2 separate regions of the Anas platyrhynchos genome follow, and region 2 is linked to region 1. A link is a contact called in public Hi-C data. All regions are on one chromosome and are shown on one strand. Each heading gives the region's core, a stretch centred on a gene start, on an enhancer-like site or on the middle of the called end of the contact. The rest is flanking DNA. Distances are from core to core; before and after follow the strand shown. Region 1 has its middle 54 kb from the start of EIF5. Region 2 overlaps EXOC3L4 (exocyst complex component 3 like 4).

Region 1 (2,700 bases), core at 59-2,558:
TTTTCCCCCTTTCTGGGCTGTGATTTTAAGCTGGGAGAGCGTGGGACCGGGTCAAGAACCACAGATGCTGGTTGGCAGCGGGATGAGGGTTTCTCTGCTGGAAGGGAGCAGCCCTAAGTGCCTTACACGGGGCATTTAGGGGCAGGCAGGGAGCAGCCCCAGCCCGCCGGGCTCCGCGGGTTCCCGCAGGTCCTACCCCCACCTAGCGGCTGCTCCCAGCCTCGCCGCGACACCGGGGGACAGCAGAGCACCCGTTTTCGGGAGCGACACCCCGGCAGGTGGCCCCAACCCGGGGGACATCCCGCAAAAAGCGCCACGAAACACGCGTGGCCTCGGAGCCGCGGGGGCTGCCTCCAGGACCGTGGGCTGCACGGACAGACCAGCCCTAAAACAGCTTGGTAGCCCTGAAACCGCCTTGCCTGGAGGTGTAGCTGGCTGGCCCAGCTTTTTGTCCCACATTTGGGATGTGCTGGATTAGATCTGGTGAGCAAAATGGGCCACGGGCTGCATGGCTGCATCTGCACACCCCAGCATCAAACATCCCTGCTCCTGCCAGCACCCAGACAAATCCACCTCCTCCTCCAGCCCTCCGGGTGGTGAGGGGGGTTTTGAGCTGCGGAGACTTGGGGGTTTTCTGAACACCATTTTTGCACACAGGAAAGAGAAGCACCACCACCATCACCGCCCCGTGCTGAGCTTCCCTTCCAGCAGCTGGAAATGGAGGTTCGGATCTTTCTCAACACTGGGCAGGCCGCTGGGGAAGAAAATGACATCATTTGGCACAGCACAAGCCCATCTTGTTAGGAGAAACAAAAGATCAGTGGATGTAACCCAGCAAAAGAAAAAAAAAAAATACTCATTTGTTGGCCAAGATTTGCTTTACATTTTTTACAAACCCCTGCGAGTCTCTGTGCTATAACAAACTGCTCCAGGACCTCCTTGCTGCTCTGCCCCCTTGCAAATCCTTCAGCCAGCCCTGAGCCACAAGGGTTGTCCCAGCAGCTGATTCAACCACCCTCCCTTTATTTTAAATGCTCACAAACCAATAGCCCTTCACAACACCCAGCACGAGGTGATGGGAGGAGGTAGGAAGACACAGGGATGGAGGCAGGAATGTGTCTTTTGGTGCCGATACGGCCCTAGACCGGGTGAAGCCGAGTGTGAAACCCCATCCTAAAGCCCCGACGGCTACCAGAGGGGAGCAATGCCCCCCAAAACAGCTCGGCCTCGCTGCACCCCGTGGCCTCCTCTCGGCTTCCCTCAGCTCCCAGGGCCTCCAGCGGCTTTTATGAACCAGGTGGCTCCGAAAGCCACTAGATGGCACCAGCTGTGTGCCCTTCCAGCCCCGTCTGTCCCCAGGGCGCTGGGGGAGGCTGCCAGCACAGCCCCTTGGTGCAGAGCGAGAGGCCTCAGCAAGTGCCTCTGCAGCCTCCTGCTGCCCCCACAGCCGTGGATGTGCTGGGGTGAAGGCAAACATTTAAGAGGTTCCTTAAAATCAGGCTGAGCAAGCTTCAGCGATGTGCCAGCTATTTCCACGGGGAAATTAGCCAGGTTAGCATTTGCTGCACTCCCTCGTGTGTCCCTGTCCCCACCCGTGGGTCAGACACCGCTCCCCAGCTGGGTGCTGGACAGCCCCGAAGACGGGTGAGGGTTTTTCTGGACAGCGTTGGTCAGTGCATGAGTGTCCAGCATCATCAGACTTCTCCTGGGAGGGCATAGGCAATGGAATAAAACCCAATTTACTATAAAATTTGGCAGCCGGCAAGCAACTGTGTGTCATGGTTTGGGGGATTTATTCTCACTGTGCACATTTGCTATGCAACAGAAGCCGGCATGTCCCAAATCCTCAGCCCTACCTGCTTTTTCACTGTCATGCCCTCCCTGCACCGTCACACACCCTTGGCAAAGCTGCTTGGTAAACTGGGGAAGCACAGGTGGCACCTCAGCAAATGTCAGGCCTTTCCCTAGACCTTGCAGCGTAATTAATGAGTGTTTGTTTTCCACTGCCTTCAGCATCAAGCACGGAAGGTGACCCTTTGAGACGGGATCTCAAATAACGGGGTGGCTGGCGAGGCTCTGCTGCGTGCAGCACTTCAAAGCGGCCAAACCCAAGCCCGGGGCAGTGTGGGGGCTTGGGTGAGAAATCATTGCTCACCTTGTGGGCAGGAGCAGAGAGGCAGTGATGGCAAGCAACTCTGTGAGAAGCCAGAGCATCAAACCACCAGGAGCAGCATGGCATTCATTTGGGAATGTCAGGGCTCACAGCGAAGTGGGTTAAAATCCCCACAGCATGAGGGAAATCACTCAGTCCCCATCCTCACAGCCTTCCCTTCCCTGCCTGACCTCCCCAGGCAGTTTCCCCTCTGCTCTCCCCTTCTGTGTGACCCAGGACCCCCCACTGCCTCCCCTCCCGAGACCCCTGGGGGCCTCCCCACACACCATCTGCTCGCTCCTGGAGGCTTGCGGGTGGCCGAGGATGTTCCTCCCTCACCATCTGCTGGGCCCCCCTCTCCCCATCCTCTCCCCAGAGAGCGCCCCAGGTCAAAAAAACCTCCCACATGCCACCAGAGCTCGACCTCGTGCACAAATCTCCTCGCCCCAGGTTGTCTTTCTGAACTGAAGCCTTTATTTGCTCTGTCCACGACTTAATGCCATGCACAGGGTGGAGAAATTTGCCATTAAGAAACCGCACGGAAAGGG
Region 2 (2,914 bases), core at 270-2,769, 56 kb before region 1:
GGACGTACAGCATGAATCAACTCCAAGCGAGCCTAAAAATAATTCTGCATTAACCTTTGGAGTTTCACACCTCCGGCAGGCGCTGAGTGGGTAGTTTGCTAATAGACGCTTTGCCGGAGTGCGTGTGGGGGAGACCGAGCACTGCCTGCTTCAATCGTGAACCTGGGGCATGGCAAGTTTTCAAAATATGCTAAAGGCAAGGCTTCCCCTTTTAAACCCCCATCGCCCAGCCATCGCAACTTGTCTCTGGTACCTTGAGTGAGCAGGGCAGTTCAAACCAGCTGTTTGGCTTTGAAGTCTGCCTGCTTTTTTAGAAGAAACGCAGCACTTACTGACGTTCCTTTCCTTTTCTTTTCTTTTTTTTTTTTTCTTTTTAACAAAATTGATGTAAAGTGCAAGCTGGGGCAGCAAAGGCTCCCAGATGAAAGGGTCACTAAAACCGAAGCTTTTCCTTAAACAAATGCAAGCAGCAAGTGCTGAGGCTTCTCCGAGCAGGTTGCATTGGACTGCCAAAGAAACAGAGCCGTGGTGAGCCCGCACTAATCCTGCCCCAGCCCCCTGCACGCTGTGGGCACCTGGCTGTGGACCAGCTGCCAAAGCCCTAACAGCTGTGGGATGCAGAAAGCAGATCCCCAGCACAGCGTGCTGAGATTAAAGGGGGGCAATGCAGGCGTGCTGCCTCGTTCATGTTCAGCTCCTGTTGGAAAAGATGCCCAGGAGGGCACAATTTACACAGTCCCAAAGGACAGAGAAAGGATGAGGCAGATCGACCTGCATATCCCAGCTGTAGAGATCCCCTCAGAGCGAAGAAAAGTCAGGAATTTCACCCAGGAGCTCTCATGTGCAGAGATCCTTGGAATCGCTCCAAATCTGCACTGCTTACACATTCAGGCAAGCATACCCCAAACCAGTAATTATCTGCTATGTATTCCCCTCTCCTGCACTCGCATGTTAAGACAACCGAACAAAAAATGTCCACATACGCAGAGGAGAGAGACGGGGCCAGCAAGGAGCGTGTGCTGACAGCCCGTGCACACCCAGCACACGCACTCCTCGCCTGGCTCAGCCCCGTTCCCCGAGGATAACATCCCTTGTGTGTCTCCTGCAGGTTCGGGGAGGAGTTCATGGAGTGGCACGCAGCCCGCGACAGCCCCGTGTTCGTGCCCTACTTCGCTGCCTACACCAACAGCTTCCACCACCTGGTGTAAGTCCTCCGTCCCCCCGTCATGTAGCCAGGGCATCATAGGGTGAAGAAGGACCAAGCGGTGCCCCCCAAGGGGATGGGGTCAGCAGAAAAAGGTGTCCTTGGGGTACTGCAGGGATGAGCTGGAGCTACAGCAGGGATGCAGACGGACCAGGGGGACGTGCCCACATCTTGGCTAAGAGCAGGGCAGAGCCCCTGTGTCAGCCTTCCCGCAGCCGGGGTGCCTCTGGGTGTCACATCTTTATGGCCTGGCTGTCCGGCCCCATCAGCACGGGGTGCAGCGCCTCTCGCCCTTGCTTCACCTCACGGGGGGGATGTTCCCTAAGAGATGCAGGCACAGCTCCTTCGGGCATGGAGGCAGAGCAGGGATTCCCGATGCTTGCCTGTTCGGCTCAATTTCGGCATTTTATCTTCAGAGGAGGATGGCGGGGGGGAGATTTGGTTAGATTTTTTTTTATTCTTGAGTTTAGCAGCCTAGCCCAGCCAGGCACCCTGAGGCTGGAGGAGCCCCCCTGCAGCCCGCAGTACGGCCGGACGGCTCCAGGCGGCGCCCAGCCTCCAGCACTGCCCTTACTGTTAAGTTTTATTGTAGTCAGCTTTTCAGCTGGGAGAGGGCCAGGCCATTTCTCTGCAGGGTGGGAACAGATCTGAGTGTCTGAACATCCCTCGTCTGCGCGGTGCTTCCTGGTGAAATGCTCTCTCATCATCAGCTTTTCCTTTTCCTCAGGAAAGGTGATACAGGGTAGGGGTTTCCCGATAAAGCTCTTCTATATCTGTTTCTCAAAACCCAAAGCTTCATGGAAAAGCATTAGTGGAAGTGGCACCGGGAAGGACCCCAGGAAACACAAGGTGCAGCCTGGGCCGTGTGTGCCCCAGCACAGCAGGAACCGGGGCACAAATGCTCAGCCTCTGGGTCCTCAGAGATGGGGGCTCCCATCCCCTCAGTTTGGCTGGTTTTCCATGCAAACTCATGACCCAATGCAGAGGATGATGAGCAGTTTGTCAGGGCCGCCTCAGTTCCCATGGAACCGTGTTACAGCAGGGCAACGATGTGAAGTGATGAGAAAGGCAGGGCCTCACCGTGAACCTAGAGCCAACACATATCATTGCAGATCTCATTTACCTCTCAGCACTTGTGCCTTCTTCCTCATTAGACTCCGTGAAACCTCCCAGAACGACACGCTTTCCCTCAAAACCTCCGCAGGTTTCGACCCCCGTAATTCCCCGTCCCAGCCCCTGCTGGCAGTCACGGCATGGGGTGAGATGGGCTGAGTCAGCCTGGCCCCCACGGGGAGCTCGGCCGCTCTGCCACCAGGACCCTTGGTGCTTGCTCAGGTAGCTGGAGATCATTTATCAGAAGTGTTACTCAAGTGAAAGGGAAAAGGCCCGAGCCATTGCTCAGCATGTTTGAACGACTTTCATCTGATGAGGAAATAGGTGATTTTCAAGTACAGTTACCCATTTGTGATTAATTTTCAGATTGTGCAAAAAGATACATTATTCTGACCCATTAAGTGTTTCCAAGAGGAAGTGCAGGAGTTACGAAAGTCACAAAAAATGCCAAAGATGCTGATCTGATTAAAAGGCTTAAGGCAATGGAATGGGTTATACTCTAACACTGAAGCCCTGGTGTTTCTCATTCTCTTTAGGTCAGGCTTGGAAACAGTGTTTAAAGTCAACACTGAGGAACTGCAAAAGATTTTGGCTTCT

The links. Hi-C and Micro-C count contacts between places; a contact is called where the count stands out from the background.
Region 2: a contact with region 1 is called in a Hi-C map of subcutaneous adipose tissue, with 4 times the contacts expected there. The contact joins two enhancer-like sites. A contact is called at or near these places in 5 of 8 Hi-C or Micro-C datasets (F1 follicle, liver, skeletal muscle and 1 more).

What each region holds. Positions count from the first base shown.
Region 1 is chr5:10,848,334-10,851,033 of IASCAAS_PekinDuck_T2T, reverse strand. No RefSeq gene overlaps it. Among named protein-coding and RNA genes, the nearest start is that of EIF5, 54 kb to the right of the region's middle. Within about 2 kb of position 1,308, at least 3 of the 8 cell types and tissues checked have an H3K27ac peak or open chromatin away from gene starts, as enhancers often do. A contact at or near this core is called in subcutaneous adipose tissue, where this site is marked.
Region 2 is chr5:10,904,301-10,907,214 of IASCAAS_PekinDuck_T2T, reverse strand. EXOC3L4 (exocyst complex component 3 like 4) reads left to right here. Exons shown (of 12, transcript XM_038179851.2): 7 at 1,109-1,204; 8 at 2,854-2,914. Among named protein-coding and RNA genes, the nearest start is that of EXOC3L4, 13 kb to the left of the region's middle. Within about 2 kb of position 1,519, at least 4 of the 8 cell types and tissues checked have an H3K27ac peak or open chromatin away from gene starts, as enhancers often do. A contact at or near this core is called in subcutaneous adipose tissue, where this site is marked.